5 separate regions of the Mus musculus genome follow, and all the other regions are linked to region 4. The links are chromatin contacts, called in public HiChIP or PLAC-seq, capture Hi-C and promoter capture Hi-C maps. All regions are on one chromosome and are shown on one strand. Each heading gives the region's core, a stretch centred on a gene start, on an enhancer-like site or on the middle of the called end of the contact. The rest is flanking DNA. Distances are from core to core; before and after follow the strand shown. Region 1 holds the start of Tpst1 (protein-tyrosine sulfotransferase 1). Region 2 overlaps Tyw1 (tRNA-yW synthesizing protein 1 homolog (S. cerevisiae)). Region 3 holds the start of Glt1d1 (glycosyltransferase 1 domain containing 1). Region 4 holds the start of Ran (RAN, member RAS oncogene family). Region 5 holds the start of Kctd7 (potassium channel tetramerisation domain containing 7).

Region 1 (2,700 bases), core at 68-2,567, 1.1 Mb before region 4:
GCTGAGGCAGAACTGCTTTGAGTTCAAGACTATAGTCAGCGCTGGCCAGTCTAGAACGAGTTTGTGGCCCTGACTCATGTGAGAGTGCGGGGTGGCTGGAGTCCAGCGCTCAGGGATTTAGAGCACTTGCTGCTCTTGCAGAGGACTGGAGTTCAATTGCCAGTACCCACGCGGTGACTCCCACCCACCTCTAACTCCAGCTCCCAGGTACCCAGCGCCCTCTTCTGGCCTCCTCAGGCACTTAAGCGCACGCATCGTGCACATACATACATGCATGCATTATATATATATATATTAATAGTAATAATTATAATTATGGAACTGGCATAAGGAGCATGGTAAATGTCCCAAGTGTCAAGTGTCAAGAGAGGACGAAAAGGAAAAGGTGGCGGCTGATTAAAGCCAGAGGAGGTGAACAGGATATAAAAGGGTCTCCAAATTAAAAGGGTATGCACCATTCCATGAAGGGAGTCAGCAACTGACATGGAAAAAGGGACTCACGGTGGCCCACGCCTGTCATCCCTTGTTGAGACGAGACGACCACCACCAGCCTGATCTACATGATGAACCTGAGGCCAACCTGGGCTAGATGGTGATTCTGAGGTCAGCCTGGGATACAAAGTTAAGTTTGAGGCCAGCTTAGGCTATACACAGGGAGTTCGAAGACGATGTGGGCTACAGGCTAAATCGAGTTCAAAGCCAGCAAGGGTTACTCTGAATTCATAGCCAGCCTGGGGTAAACAGTGAGATGTCTCATGGGGATGGGGGTGGGGGAATCCTCAAAAAAACGGGATGACGGTCTCCATCAAGGCTAGGGATATCACAGTGAGCGTGCGTGCGCAGGTGAGTCGGGATCCGGTGAGTGGAGAGCCGAATGCCTGCTGGGCAGACATGGCAGTAGCGACCGGGACTGCTAGGCGAAAGGAGCGGGAGGCGCCGGGCGGCCCGGGGGATGGGGGAAGGGGCAGGCGGGATGAAGGATGGAGGCGTCCCGGGCTCGGCGCCCGGAGAGCGGCGCCGCTTACCTACGATGGCGGAGGCGCAGCCGTGCCGTCGCTCCGGCATCTTGGGCTTCGGCCGCTTCTCCGGCCGCCCTAGTTGGTGGCCATAGCGCCCGCCCCGGGAGCGCGTCCTCACCGCCAGGCGACGGCCCTGCCCGGCCCCGCCGAGAAGCGCACCCGCGGCCGCCTCAGCAGCGACTGGCCGCGGTCGCCGCCTCAGCTCCTGCCTCCCGCCGCCGCGTGGCCGCGGGATCTCACGCACGCCGCCATAGGCTACCCGCAGCCGGGCCGCGCGATGTGTCCGCCTCTCTGATTTGTCGGTTCCGGGGGGAGGCGGGGCTTGAGAGAGAGCCCGCGGGGCAGCCAGGAGCTGCGGGGTGGGGTCTGACATCCGGGGCCAGCGTTTGTCGAACTCGCAAAAAGGGCTTATACCCTGCTGCTGCCTACACGGGCAGTTTGTGGCTGGAGTAACAGAGCCGGTGGCCTAACTGGAGGGGAGCCAGGACTTGTTCCGGGACCCTCACATGTCCAAGAAGACCTTCATCCCTGAAACAGGGCAGGGACAAACAAAAAATAGTGTTCCTAAAAAGTCCCCTGCACTGCCTGGCCATTGCTTGACGCAGCTGTCAAGCACACAAGTCAATTTGCACAGTATTCCGTACCACAGAAAAGTATTAGTGAGGGCTGAGGATGGAGCTCAGTCGGGAGAGTAGGCGTGAAGCCTTGGGTTCCATCCCCAGCATCAACTGGATATGGTGGTACATAGCTCGAATCCCAATACTGAGGTCATACAAGGCAAGAGGATCAGAACTTCAAGGCCGTCCTTGGCTACAAGGGGGAGTTTAAGGACACTCTGGACAGCATGAGTCCCTGTCTGAAAATAAAGATGTATAAATGAAAGAAGGTGCGATGACTTAACCACTATAATATCTCAGAGGGCTGTGGCAGGAGGATTGCCAGGAGTTTGAAACCATTCTAGGTTGCTTCGTGAGTTCCAGGCCAAAATGTATTACAGGACAAAATCCTTTCTCAACCTCCCTTTGCACCCTGCCCTGAAGCCAGGCAAGGTGATTCATAGCTATTATCCTGAGACTCGAGAGGCCAAGGCAGGACAGAATTCAAGAGCTATCTGGGCTGCAGAGCAACATCCTGTCTCGGAGTTTAAATTTTTTAAAAAAGAAAGGTTGGGGATGGAACTCAGCTGCTAGAATGCCTGACCCAGAGCGTCACTTAGCACCATAGAAGCCAGAAAGAGTGACACGTGCTTATTAACCCAGCACAAGCCAGTCTCTGGCATGAGCACCTGGAATTGAAGTTGAGCCTCAGCTTCACGGTGGGTGAATCTGGGGCCCGTCTGTGCTGCAGGAAGTTCTATTGCAGAGGAAAGAAAAAAAAAGAAGGAAGTGGGGAGCATGCTCACAATCTCAGGACTTAGGAGGGGGAGCCAGGAGGTCAGCAGTTCAGGGTCACTCTTGTCTATGTACTGAGTTTGAGGCAAGTCTGAGTTACACATACATACATACATACATACATACATACATACATACACACAGGCATACATAAGTAGAACCATTCCACGAGAGAAGGGAGAACTACGAAGAGGGGAGAGAGAATTGAGAGGGAGAGAGGAAACCGCTCTTCCCCACCTACAATCCCCGTGCATGTCTCCGCCAGGTTCCATCAAAGCAGTAATTTCAAC
Region 2 (2,700 bases), core at 123-2,622, 1.3 Mb before region 4:
TCACAGGGCTCTTCCTCCTGCAAGGCCAGAACGTCAGAATCCCACACAAAGCTCAGCTCTCACGTCCCTGTTTTATTGTGTTTGGGTCAGTTTGTGCTGCTGGTGATGGATTCCCTGGCCTTTCACAATCCTGGGCAGGCACTCCACCACTGCCTCACTTCAAAGCACCTTTACAGTGTTTTTGTTTGAGTATTCTTTGCTGCTTTTTAATCATTATTTTGTGTTACATGCATGTGTGTGTGTGTGTGTGTGTGTGTGCACGCACACACACACACACACACACACACACACACACGACAAGCCTGGAACCCAGGTCATGGAGTTTGGTGGCAAGTTCCTTTACGTTCTGAGGCATCTTACTAGCCCTGACTGATTAGTAATAATTTTTAAAAATATAAATCATGTGGGGCAATGGTGGCGCACGCCTTTAATCCCAGCACTTGGGAGGCAGAGGCAGGCAGATTTCTGAGTTCAAGGTCAGCCTGGTCTAGAGAGTGAGTTCCAAGACAGCCAGGACTACACAGAGAAACCCTGTCTCAGGAAAAAAAAAATCATCTTACCTCTCTGGCATCAAAGTGATCCCTGTGAAAAGGCATCACAGAGTCCGTCCGTTTGGAGAGATGGCTCAGTGGTTAAGGGCCCTGACTGCTTTTCCAGAAGACCTGAGTTCAGTCCCCACCCACATGGCAGCTGCCAACTGTGTCTATTGTTGGTTCTAGGGGATCCGGTGCCCTCTCCTGGGCCCGATGGGTGGGAGCTGCACCCACACCGTGCACAAACCTACTTACAGGCCACATAAGCAAACAAACCTCACAAAGTGACAAAAACTAATCCCTCAGCAAACTTGCCCTGTGCCTACAGGCTGGACAATGCTGGGGGAAGAAAACCGCAGGCAGGCACACGGGGAAGTGTGGGCTACAGGGTAGCTGGATGGGACAGCACTTCCCAGCAGGCCTGGGGCCACCAAGATGCTGCTTTGAGTAACAGTGCCTGCAGCCTGGGCTCTATCTCCTGGATCCACTTGGTGACGGAGGGAACTAACTTCTACAAGGTGTCACCTGACCTCTACACATGCTCTGCAGCATGTGTGCACATGTACAAACACACACACGTAAGAAATTTTTTTTTTTTAAATTTTGGGCAGAGACTTGTTTGCTTCTAGATAACAAAATAGTAATGTGTCACAAAAACTGTCACCCAACAATGGGCCATATGTGTGGCAGTGGCCCCATGGTCCCATATTGCCTGTGACATCACAGCCCTCTCCGTTTCTTTCAGCATACCCGCTGATGCCCACCTAGCACTGGAGCAGCCTGAACACGTCACTGCTCAGAACAGATTCTGAGGTTAAGTGCCATGTGCCTGTGACTCATTTCTGCAAACAAGTATAATGAAGTGACTTCAATTCAGCGCTGTGTAAAGGGCCAACCGTCAGCACATAGAAACAATCCCAGCCTCAGCTCTACCGCTCTGTCAGGCTTACTCCAGATGTTACTGTGCAATAGGGAGGGATGAGCACAGCTGTGACCCCAAACCCTCAAAGGAGAGGCAGACAGACTGACAGAGTGCTTCCATAGCACTTAGAGCCCTGGGTTCCGCCTCAGCACTGGATGCACACAGCCTGGGGATGCATACCTATATTCCCAGCACTCTGAAGGTGGAGGCCGGAACACCACAAGTTCAAGGTCACCCTCAATCAAGCAGGTGCCAATCAATGTCACCTGAGCTACATGAGACCCTGTCTCAAAATTAATCAATCAAATTTTAAAATTGGCAGCAGGTGACATTTAGCTGGTGAGACACTTAGCTGACGATCTCGGGCTCCTCTGTAACTCAGGCTCAGAACCTCATCTCTGACAGAGACGAACTTACTGCCTCTCAAAGGAACTCATTTCATCTTCACATAAAATCTAATCAGAACTGCCATTAACTTGGCTCTGTGACCTTCAGAAAATTTAAAACCTGTCTTCAATAGAAGATGAATGCAGAGGATGAGAGATGGGTCAGCTGCTCCAGGAGAGCGCCTGGGTCCAGTCCCTAGCATCCACTTGGTAGCTTACAATGGTCTGCAACTCCAGCTGTAGGGAACCCACACCCTCTTCTGGCCTCCACAGGCACTGCAGGCATGTGCTACACAAATACACTAGCAGGCAAAAGACTCATACACATACATTTTAAAAAAATAAATAAATGAATAAATGCTTTAAAAAAACCAAAAGAAGTTAAATGTAACTCATAGAAGCCACTGGGGTTAGAAAATTAATGTGAAGCACCCCCATCCTCCCCAGAAATGGACCGGTCCAATTACAGCAACCCCAGGGTACCGACATTACAGAGTTCGCCCGCTGTGCCTAAAAGATTTAGGGAGAAGTAGCCACAGTAGGCTGCCTCTGTCGTGGAACAACTGCGCAAACATTAAGGGAACGTAAAGCTGGAAGAGTGGATGGGAAAAGTCACCTATGCTGGTGGGAGGCAGAACACAAGCAACAGTAAGCCACTGAGAAATCGCCAGCAAACTGGGAAACAAAGTGCAGGGGTGCGGAAGAGATGTGAGGAGATCACATCCCGGAAGGAAAACGGCAGAGGCTTCTAAGTGACTGAAAGGGGCTGGGGAGACTGTTCCGTGGTTAAAGTGCTTGCTGGGCAAACATGAGGACCAGAGTTTGACTCCCTAGTTCTAATCCCTATAAACGCTGCATG
Region 3 (2,700 bases), core at 184-2,683, 1.4 Mb after region 4:
TGTGGGTGCTTTCCCTCTGATCTTAGCTTACAAGCTACTTCTGCCGAGAGCCCAGCCTGGACCTTATCACTTGAAGGAGCCCCTCCAACGCAAAGGTTATATTGTTTTGGTATTGCTTTGCTTTGGAGATAGGCTCTCAAGTAGCTGGAAGTTGACAGTAGCAGAGGATGCCCTTGAACTTCTAATGGTCCTGCCTTCAGCTCCCAAAGGCTGGGGTTATCAGCATGTGGTCATGTACAACCGCACCTCCTGGGTTTATGCACTGCTGGGAACGGAACCCAGGGATTCACCTATGCTTGCCTGGCACTCTATCAAATTGGCCACACCCCAGCATGGTTTTATTTGCTCCATGGTCCCAATCGCCCTGGAATGATTTACCCCTGTGTTTACTCTCCTTGTAAATGACTTGCACTTTTCTACTGGAAAGAGCTCAGTCCACAGAGAGCCCGAAGAGTGACTGAATTAGAGGGAGGGGAATCTCACACAATCACAACACTATCACCACTCCGGGGAAACTTCAGGTATGCATCTGCCCGCCTTTGGTTGTTCACTGTGATCTTGAGAGGAACTGTAACATTTTTTTTAGCTTGAAGACTCAACGGCTCTTTCCCATGATGAGGAAACATACCCACTGGGGGCGGGGGGGGGGGGGGAGCCATTGGGAAATGTCTTGAAGCAAGTGGAAGGGGAGGGAGAGAGCGCGCGCGGGGGGCGGGGGGGAGCGAGCAAGTGAGCACGGGCACGTAAGTGTCTGCTTTTCCAATGATTCAGACCAGCCCGGTTTGATCCAGGCAACCAGATGGCCAGAGGTGAATGGACCCGCCTTCCCTGCCTTGTCCTGGCTCCAGGCTTCCGTCCCAGGTAAACATACAAAGCAAAAAGAGGCCTAATTAAATAAAATAAGCTGAGCGTTCAGAAGAGAACCAGGTAGGAAGTGCGGGCGCGGGGGAGGGAATGGCAGCAGCCACGGAACTCGGACCCTGAATCTCCGCACGTGCTGGAGCATCCGATGCACCGGGACTCTGCGTCTTTCCAGCCACGTGGGTCCCCGCTTCTCATCCCAGGCCACTCTGCCCAAAGCTCAAGTCTGCAGCGAGGCCTTTGCTGAGCCTCTGGTTTCCCCCACCACCACCCCGCGTCCCAGCGCTGGCCCAGGCGGCCTCTTTGCGGCATCCTAGGGCACTCACAATAGCCAGACAGGGCAGCAGGCAGCTGGAATCAGAGCTGCAGCCCCTCGCGCCCGCACCTGCGCCTACAACCCGGCCGTTTGTGCACGCGCGGCTCCGGCGCCCGGCCCAGTCCGGCATCCCCACGCGAGGGATGCTCAGGTCCCCGCAACATACCGTAGGCGCCCAGCTGTGACCGCGTTGCCAGTGTGAGGCCTCAGTACTGCCAGGAACAGGAGCCGCATGTCGTCGCTACCGCCAAGAACTGGGCCACCAGGCCCGGGCGGAGGGGTAGGGGTGGATTCGGTCCCGCCTGCTGTTCCAAGGCGGAGCCCGCAGGTTCAGGGGTAGGGAGGGGAGGGGAGGAGGGAGGGAAGGCAGGGAGGGCAGGGGAGGGGACACGAAGGGAAGGGAAGGGAGAAGGGAGATCTGGGGGCCCCGAGGGGACCTGAGGAGACTAGCGGGTGGGGGTGGGGGTGGGGGTCACGAGACCAGGTGTCAGACAGCCACGAGCTCAGAAAGATGGGAGGTGGGGGGAGGTTGTCCACTCTTCAGGCACCAAGAACATAGGTTGTCCTGTGACTTCCCCTCGTAAAGATCATGAGTTGGGCTCCTACATGCAACATAGTGGCTGATACAGAGACTGCTCCCCCAGAGACTAGGACCAGGTGAGGTGTAGGTACAAGACCACATGTGGAGAGGGGACTTGAGCTTCACTTTGCATTGAGAGGACCCTAGACCCTAAGGATGCCCTGGACTCTATGTATGTAGGCAGTCCGTCCTTTTGTAGACTCTGGCTTCCCCAAACTAAGTTCTGTGAACTTCCAGAGAAAGAGTATGGAGAACCAAAATAGAGAAGGCTGTTATGGAGCTGGCTGGGTTCAGGGATGTAGGTTTGCAATTCCAGGAATACAGAGACTGAGGCAGGAGGATTGCTGTAAGTTGAAGACCAGCCACAAGATTCTGAGGAAAGGAGGGGAAGTGGGGGGGGGGGGGCACCCAGCAGCCCTGGATTTCTTGCTTGCTAGACTCTTCTTCCAAGCGTTAAGCCACATCCACATCCGCAGCCTCAGGCAGTTTTTGAGGAGTGTGGTGTAAGGCTAGGAAGTCAGGTTTGTGCAGAGCCCAGGGCTCAGAGCCTCCTGCACTAAATACACCTGAGCAGGAAGGGTGGGAAGAGACAGTCTTGTGACAGCGTGACATTTGGGTGAATTCATGGCGTTTTACAAAGACATGTGCATTATTTAAAGCCCATCAATATTATAGAACCAATATTCTAAGCATAGCCCCGGAAATTAATCTCTTCCCATCCCTGAAAACTCCCTAACAACTTCAAAGAAGAAAGAGTAGGTGCCTGGGTCCCTTGAGTAGCCTTCTCCCAGTCCAGCTTCGTAACACACTGGTCTCTGATTGTCAATGGACAAAGCCTGCCTCTGCAGGGGAACACTGGACCCACTCTCCTACCTATTCACAGGGGGGAAGCAAGGGAAGGTTGGTTGGTTTGTTTGATTGTTTGATTGTTTTTTTTTAATCA
Region 4 (2,700 bases), core at 167-2,666:
CGAAGAAGCCAAAGAACGAATTTTCTCATCATGCTAGTAAGATCACAAGGATATTCATTCGTCTTTAAACACCAACAGACTCTTTCCCCACTAAGCTTTTTCGATTACTTTCAAGGAGAAAAGTAAAAGTACAGTTTCCATGAGGCGGCAGGTTTCACGTGTGAGAGAGGGCCTGGCTCCAGGAGGGGCTAGAGGTTTAGTATCTTGGGGCAAATGCTCACTACTTATTTTAATGATGGGAATAATCACGGGTAAGCTACTGCGTGTAGCCCTTAATTCAAGTTTCGAAAACCAAAAAGTGACCCGGGAGCTTTCCCAATAGCTTAGTCTCCTACTAAGTTCTGAAGCCACACAGTTTGCCCCAAATCAATGCCTAGCATGACACAGCATATGATCAAACGACACCACGGACGATTCTTATAAAAGAAAAAAAAAATCTCCTATCCACTCCAACCAGGTCGCCTCCCTCCAAGAGATTTCTGTCCCCTCTCCTTAGTCACCCGGCAACGGCTGGCTCTCCGGCTCATACCCCAAGCACATGTCCGAGGGCCTGGGCCCACTTCCGCAAGGCCCCCCTCACCTTGGATGTAGTAGCCATCGCGCAGGCCCCCGAACTTCTCCTGGCCGGCCGTGTCCCACACGTTGAACTTGATGGGTCCTCTGTTGGTATGGAAGACGAGCGGGTGCACCTCCACGCCCAGGGTGGCTGCGGGGAACAGGGCGGCAGAAGGGGTCAGCCGTGCACTGCCCGCCGCCTTCCCCCGGAGGCCTCGCTGCCGTGAAGCACCCCCGGCCGCACCTACCTACATACTTCTTCTCAAACTCGCCCGTCAAGTGGCGCTTCACGAAGGTTGTCTTCCCGGTGCCGCCGTCGCCCACCAGGACGAGCTAGATTCAAGAGACGAGGCGGCGGCGTGAGCGGTCCCCGCCATGCCGTCCCCTCCCGACCTCCCCGCTCGCTCGCCCTCCGAGGGCCCCCGTGCGGCCGCACACGCACCTTGAACTGGACCTGCGGCTCTCCCTGGGCGGCCATCGCGGCGGATCCTGCGGGGAGAGAGAGCGGCTGCGGCACGTGCGCCCCACAAAGGCCGCGGCCGGGAAGAGCGCGCGGGAAGGCGGGGACGCGGCGTGAGACGGTGGGGGGAAGGGAAGCGGGCTGAAAAAGCCCAGGGCGCTGCCCGTCCGCCTCGCCTCGCCTCGTCGCCAGCGCCGCCCCGCGCCCACCCGAAGGACACCCAAACCCTCCGGTCACCGCCCGCGCCCGCGCCCGCACCCTCCCGGCCTCGACGCTACCTTCCAGAAGAGTCTCCGCGCCTGTCCGACTGGAGCTGGAAAGATGGCGGAAGCGCGATTCAAATGCCGGAGACGCAGCGGACGCCGGCGCGCGGAGGGGGGGAGGAGCCGGGAGAGGGCGGAGCAACGGCGCCGCGCCCAACCACGCGGCGCGCGTGCACGCGCACGTCCGCTGGAGCCGTCCGACTCGGCCGGGGGCCCTCGGAGCGCCCAGGGCGGGAGAGGGGCGGCGGGTCACGTGGGCCGGCCGAGCGGGGACGCGCACGCACGCGGACCGTGAAGGGCCCGCGGGAGCCGGCGCTGAGCGCGGGCTGCCACGCGCATGCGCTGGCTGCGGGAGGCCGCGCGTTACGCGGGCGGCGGCCTAGCCAGGGGCCTCGTGGGCGGGAAAGGCGGGTGCTGCTTCTCGGTCGCTCGCTGCCGCTCAGCGGGCACCGCCCGACCTTCGTCCCCAAGTCCTGTGTCCACAGGCACCGGGGATCTCGCGGGCGGGCGATCGCTAAGTGTGCGCGGCCGCCGTCTGCAGAATGAATGGAGGGAATGAATGAGGGTGCGCGCGCCCGAGGCCCGGCTTGCGTCAGCCATGCGTGCCCGGCATGGACACGGCCTGGCCTTCCTGGGAGGATGGGACCGGATGCAGTTAGTCCAGGCGTTCAGCATCCCAGGGCCCTTCCTCTGTTGCGTGGTCTGAGTAATCTGTCTCGCAGAAGATACCCTACCCTGGCTCCCTCCTGAGCAGCAATTGACCAGCAAATACAGATGCTGCTGGGGAAATGGAAAATGTATCTCTGATGACCAGAGCTTGGGGGCCCTGCTGTTACTTTGTACTATGCAATCTAAAAGGAGCCAGCACAGGCCTTAGGGTTCCAAGGCTAGCCTGGGCAACTTAGGTAGAAGACAGGTGGGAAAGTGTGCACAAAAACTATAACATAACGTTAACATAGTATGTTTAATGGAACGTCAGTTACATATTTATATAAATACAAAGTTACTATATTTTGGAGTATATGTAACAAGTCGGCTACAAGGGGCTATGCTGTGAGCTGTATTCAATAGAGGATATAACAGGAGGTGGAGATCAAACAGAGTTTAGGAGAAAAACGGTCAACCCGCCTAGTTCCAGTTTGGTAGATTGTTGATACAATGTAGCACCTGGTGCTGGGTGGTGACATCACCAGTGACCCTCTCCCCGAGAAAACTTATCATGAACTTACTTGTCCTGGCAACCAGCCTGCCGAACCGCATCATCTGGTGGCCTGGTTTGTGTTACTAACTGGCCCACGCTTAGAACTTACAAAGAACCTCATCCTAAGAAGCCGAGGGAAACAAGAGAATACACTCAAGCGGGCATAGGCGCAGCTCTCCCTGCAAGCACTGTCTGGACTGCCCACTGCTGCCTGGTTTACA
Region 5 (2,700 bases), core at 47-2,546, 1.1 Mb before region 4:
CACAACTTCTGCCCAATGACAGTGCACAAAAAAAAGTGTCACCGCCGTGTTGGCCCTTTTCCCTGACTGCAGAGTTATGTCTAGAATTTTGCTTATGTTCACAAGTTTCCCACGATGCTGGCAATTCGGGGATTCTAACCCTACCACAATACTGTCAGCTGCCGGAGAGCCTCACTCAAGCCAGCCCCCTCAGATTGTCGAGTCTCCACATCTGTATCCATCTTCCTATCCATCTCTACATCTGTATTCATCTTCCTATCCATCTCCAGGGTCAGTTCAGGTGCAAAGTGTCACACACAGGAAGGGCTACTAACGAAGCCACTCCATAGCACAATACAGCAACTGATAAATGAAGCCCCTAATCCCTCCATCATCTCTGCTCTGAGTTCAACTCACCATTGCCCTCCTATTTCCCGAATTTATCTCCTGCATGTCCTTGCTCTCGCTGCTTTCTTGACCCCAAATCCTCTACCGTTCACTCTTGTCCATCTAGCAAATAAAATTACCCCATGTGGTAATGGAGATTGTTCACTGCATAACGGCACCTGGATGAGAATTGGTCCACTCAGGTGTGTCCTTTTCTTAAATCATACCAAGGCACCAGATAGGTTAACTGCAGGTAGTTTCTAATGCCACTCCCCCGGCAGCTGGAGGATACACCTGGATAACCCAGGTCCTCCTTTGGATTGTATGGAACATGCTATGTGTTGAGTCCTCGTCTAGTTGATAAAGGTGACATGAAATACAGGAATGGAACTGACATCTGGTAGTACGGGAAGAAGGGACTTGGAGTGCAGGTGACTCGGGGCAGGGAGGATACACCTAGTGTAGGAGTGGCATCAGGGGTGGATAGCTCCTTGGGAGGCTCTCCGCCCAAGGTCAGCTCTGCAAGCACCAGTCTCTCCCTCGCTTCCCATCAGCCCTCCCTTCCCCCATCGCTCGATCCAGGTACCTCCTGGGGCAGCAGGGGCAGCCCGTGCCCCGCTTGCGTGGCCGTAGGAGTGGCCGGCTCCAGGAAGTCGTCTTCGGCTTCGGAGCTGGACATGGCACCGTCCGAGTGACGGCTGTCTGGCTCCCGCCCGGTGACTACCACCATCCCTCTGGCTCTGGGCGGTGGGCGCGGCTTCGGGTAGGCGGGTGGGCGGAGGCCTGAAGAACTAAAGCCAAGCAGTGCCTGACATGACGAGATGGGCCGCCGGCGGGCGCTAGACGCCGAGGACCTGCAAGCAGTTAGGATGTCCTGTGCTGCCCTCCAACAGTCTAACGACCAACGCGCCTACAGTTAGTCGCTGGTCTGACCTGGCTGCCTCCAGCCATTGGCCGAATCTTCGCTGGCTCCGCCCTGATTGTCAGGAGGTTCGCCCAATCACAGAACAAACAATTCGGCCTTAAGCCGTAGTGGCTACAGGCCTACCCAATTCTGATTGGCTCTTGGCTGACAAGCGCGAGCGACGCCTGTCTGCTCCAGGGTTTGGCCGAGGGGAGGTGATCGCCCACTGACGACCTCGATCAGCAACCACCGCGTGGACCCTGCGCTGCAAATCGGAACCAGGCGCTTCTTGCTATTGGCCGAGGTTTCATGAACTCCTGCTATGATTGGCAAGAGCATTGTCCAATTATAGGGTAAACACGTCTGGTTGGGTTTGTTCCATTCTGATTGGCTATCTAACTAACGGGAGCGCTACCTCCCTTGGTCCAGGCCACTTATCTAGGGAAGCGGCTCTCTGCGCATAGCAACCACAGCGCAGGTAGCATCTCTGGCCTCACCCGGTCGCCTCCTACTACTGGCAGTGTCCGATTAGCTCCGCTATGACGGTTAAAGGTCTGATCCAACCATCGAGGTCTCAAACTAGAGTGACAACTGACAACGGCTTGCCGATCAGTCCCATTCTTATAGGCCACCTAAAGGGCACGCGTTCTGCACTTCCGACGTTCAACGACAGCGCTGGTCCCCCGGCGCGGTTCCCGAAAGGACAGACCACCCAATTGCTCCTGCTATTGGCTGTGTCCTCGCTGGCCTCCGCCCCTGATTGGCAGGAAGCCCGCTCATAGGGGCAGCACCGTGGTCCTGCTTTCATTGGCTTTCTGACTAGCAGGCGCGAAGCTCCAGGCCACTCCACTTTATCATCCCGGTCCATGTGTCCTGGGAAAGGGCCCAGGACTGGCTGGTTTGTCTCCATAGCAGCGGGCCAGTGAAAAAAGGCCTAAGCAGGCTGTCCTTGAGGATGTGTTGTGGAGGGCTGAGGGCACCTGCTGTGTAATAGAAATTGAGCACTGCAACACCAATGGCTGGCAAGGACATGGCTGCTGTGCTAGCGCTTTTTCCGTGGACTCACACAGGAAGGAAAACCTTGGTTGCAAATACCTTTAATTGCAGCGACTTGAGAGGTTAGAAGGATTTCTGAGAATTCAACTCTTGTCTCTAGTATAATAAATAATAATAATAAATAATAACGGAACTGAGTATGGTGACTCACGCTGCAATATCAGTACTTGGAAGTCAAGGCCAGCTTCAGCTTCATAACATTGTGAGTCCAAATTGGGTTACATGAGACTGCTAAAAACAAACGCTAAAAATGAAAAAAATTAAATAACCACAGATGAGAAAAGAGAAAACCCCACTCCCAAACAGGGCTCCTCTTCTCCATCTGACCTGCCCACACATGCGTACGCGCAAAGCTGTGGCTTTATCAGATGCCT

Evidence for each region. Promoter capture Hi-C pulls out the DNA fragments that hold promoters and counts their contacts. HiChIP or PLAC-seq counts read pairs in DNA pulled down with a chosen protein or histone mark. Capture Hi-C pulls out chosen DNA fragments and counts their contacts.
Region 1: a contact with region 4 is called in a capture Hi-C map of macrophages, with 4 times the contacts expected there. The contact joins the promoter of Tpst1 here to the promoter of Ran in region 4. A contact is called at or near these places in 1 of 39 promoter capture datasets (pre-B cells), 1 of 484 Hi-C or Micro-C datasets (CD4 T cells), 2 of 115 datasets of contacts at active chromatin or transcription factors (embryonic stem cells and stem cell-derived neural progenitor cells) and 1 of 9 other capture datasets (macrophages).
Region 2: a FOXA1 HiChIP or PLAC-seq map of pancreatic cancer cells shows a contact between it and region 4. The contact joins the enhancer-like site here to the promoter of Ran in region 4. A contact is called at or near these places in 1 of 39 promoter capture datasets (pre-B cells), 3 of 484 Hi-C or Micro-C datasets (CD4 T cells, the G1E-ER4 cell line and regulatory T cells), 3 of 115 datasets of contacts at active chromatin or transcription factors (bone marrow-derived macrophages, large pre-B cells and pancreatic cancer cells) and 1 of 9 other capture datasets (adipose tissue).
Region 3: a contact with region 4 is called in a promoter capture Hi-C map of trophoblast stem cells, with 5 times the contacts expected there. The contact joins the promoter of Glt1d1 here to the promoter of Ran in region 4. A contact is called at or near these places in 4 of 39 promoter capture datasets (the C10 cell line, hippocampal neurons, pre-B cells and 1 more), 1 of 484 Hi-C or Micro-C datasets (myeloid progenitors), 1 of 115 datasets of contacts at active chromatin or transcription factors (embryonic stem cells) and 1 of 9 other capture datasets (liver).
Region 5: a contact with region 4 is called in a promoter capture Hi-C map of liver, with 3 times the contacts expected there. The contact joins the promoter of Kctd7 here to the promoter of Ran in region 4. A contact is called at or near these places in 2 of 39 promoter capture datasets (hippocampal neurons and pre-B cells), 1 of 484 Hi-C or Micro-C datasets (regulatory T cells), 2 of 115 datasets of contacts at active chromatin or transcription factors (embryonic stem cells and large pre-B cells) and 1 of 9 other capture datasets (liver).

What each region holds. Positions count from the first base shown.
Region 1 is chr5:130,077,987-130,080,686 of GRCm38.p6, reverse strand. Tpst1 (protein-tyrosine sulfotransferase 1) reads right to left here and starts at 1,317. Exons shown (of 6, transcript NM_001130476.2): 1 at 1,026-1,317.
Region 2 is chr5:130,271,938-130,274,637 of GRCm38.p6, reverse strand. Tyw1 (tRNA-yW synthesizing protein 1 homolog (S. cerevisiae)) reads right to left here. Exons shown (of 16, transcript NM_001015876.2): 7 at 1-17. Among named protein-coding and RNA genes, the nearest start is that of Tyw1, 16 kb to the right of the region's middle. Within about 2 kb of position 1,372, at least 14 of the 459 cell types and tissues checked have an H3K27ac peak or open chromatin away from gene starts, as enhancers often do. A contact at or near this core is called in pancreatic cancer cells, where this site is marked.
Region 3 is chr5:127,630,995-127,633,694 of GRCm38.p6, reverse strand. Glt1d1 (glycosyltransferase 1 domain containing 1) reads right to left here and starts at 1,433. Exons shown (of 12, transcript NM_177005.4): 1 at 1,344-1,433. The coding sequence starts at 1,411. It also overlaps a transcript of Slc15a4 not described here.
Region 4 is chr5:129,018,872-129,021,571 of GRCm38.p6, reverse strand. It overlaps Ran (RAN, member RAS oncogene family), which reads right to left and starts at 1,416. Exons shown (of 7, transcript NM_009391.3): 1 at 1,294-1,416; 2 at 998-1,044; 3 at 804-888; 4 at 581-706. The coding sequence starts at 1,033.
Region 5 is chr5:130,143,479-130,146,178 of GRCm38.p6, reverse strand. Kctd7 (potassium channel tetramerisation domain containing 7) reads right to left here and starts at 1,296. Exons shown (of 4, transcript NM_172509.4): 1 at 953-1,296. The coding sequence starts at 1,096.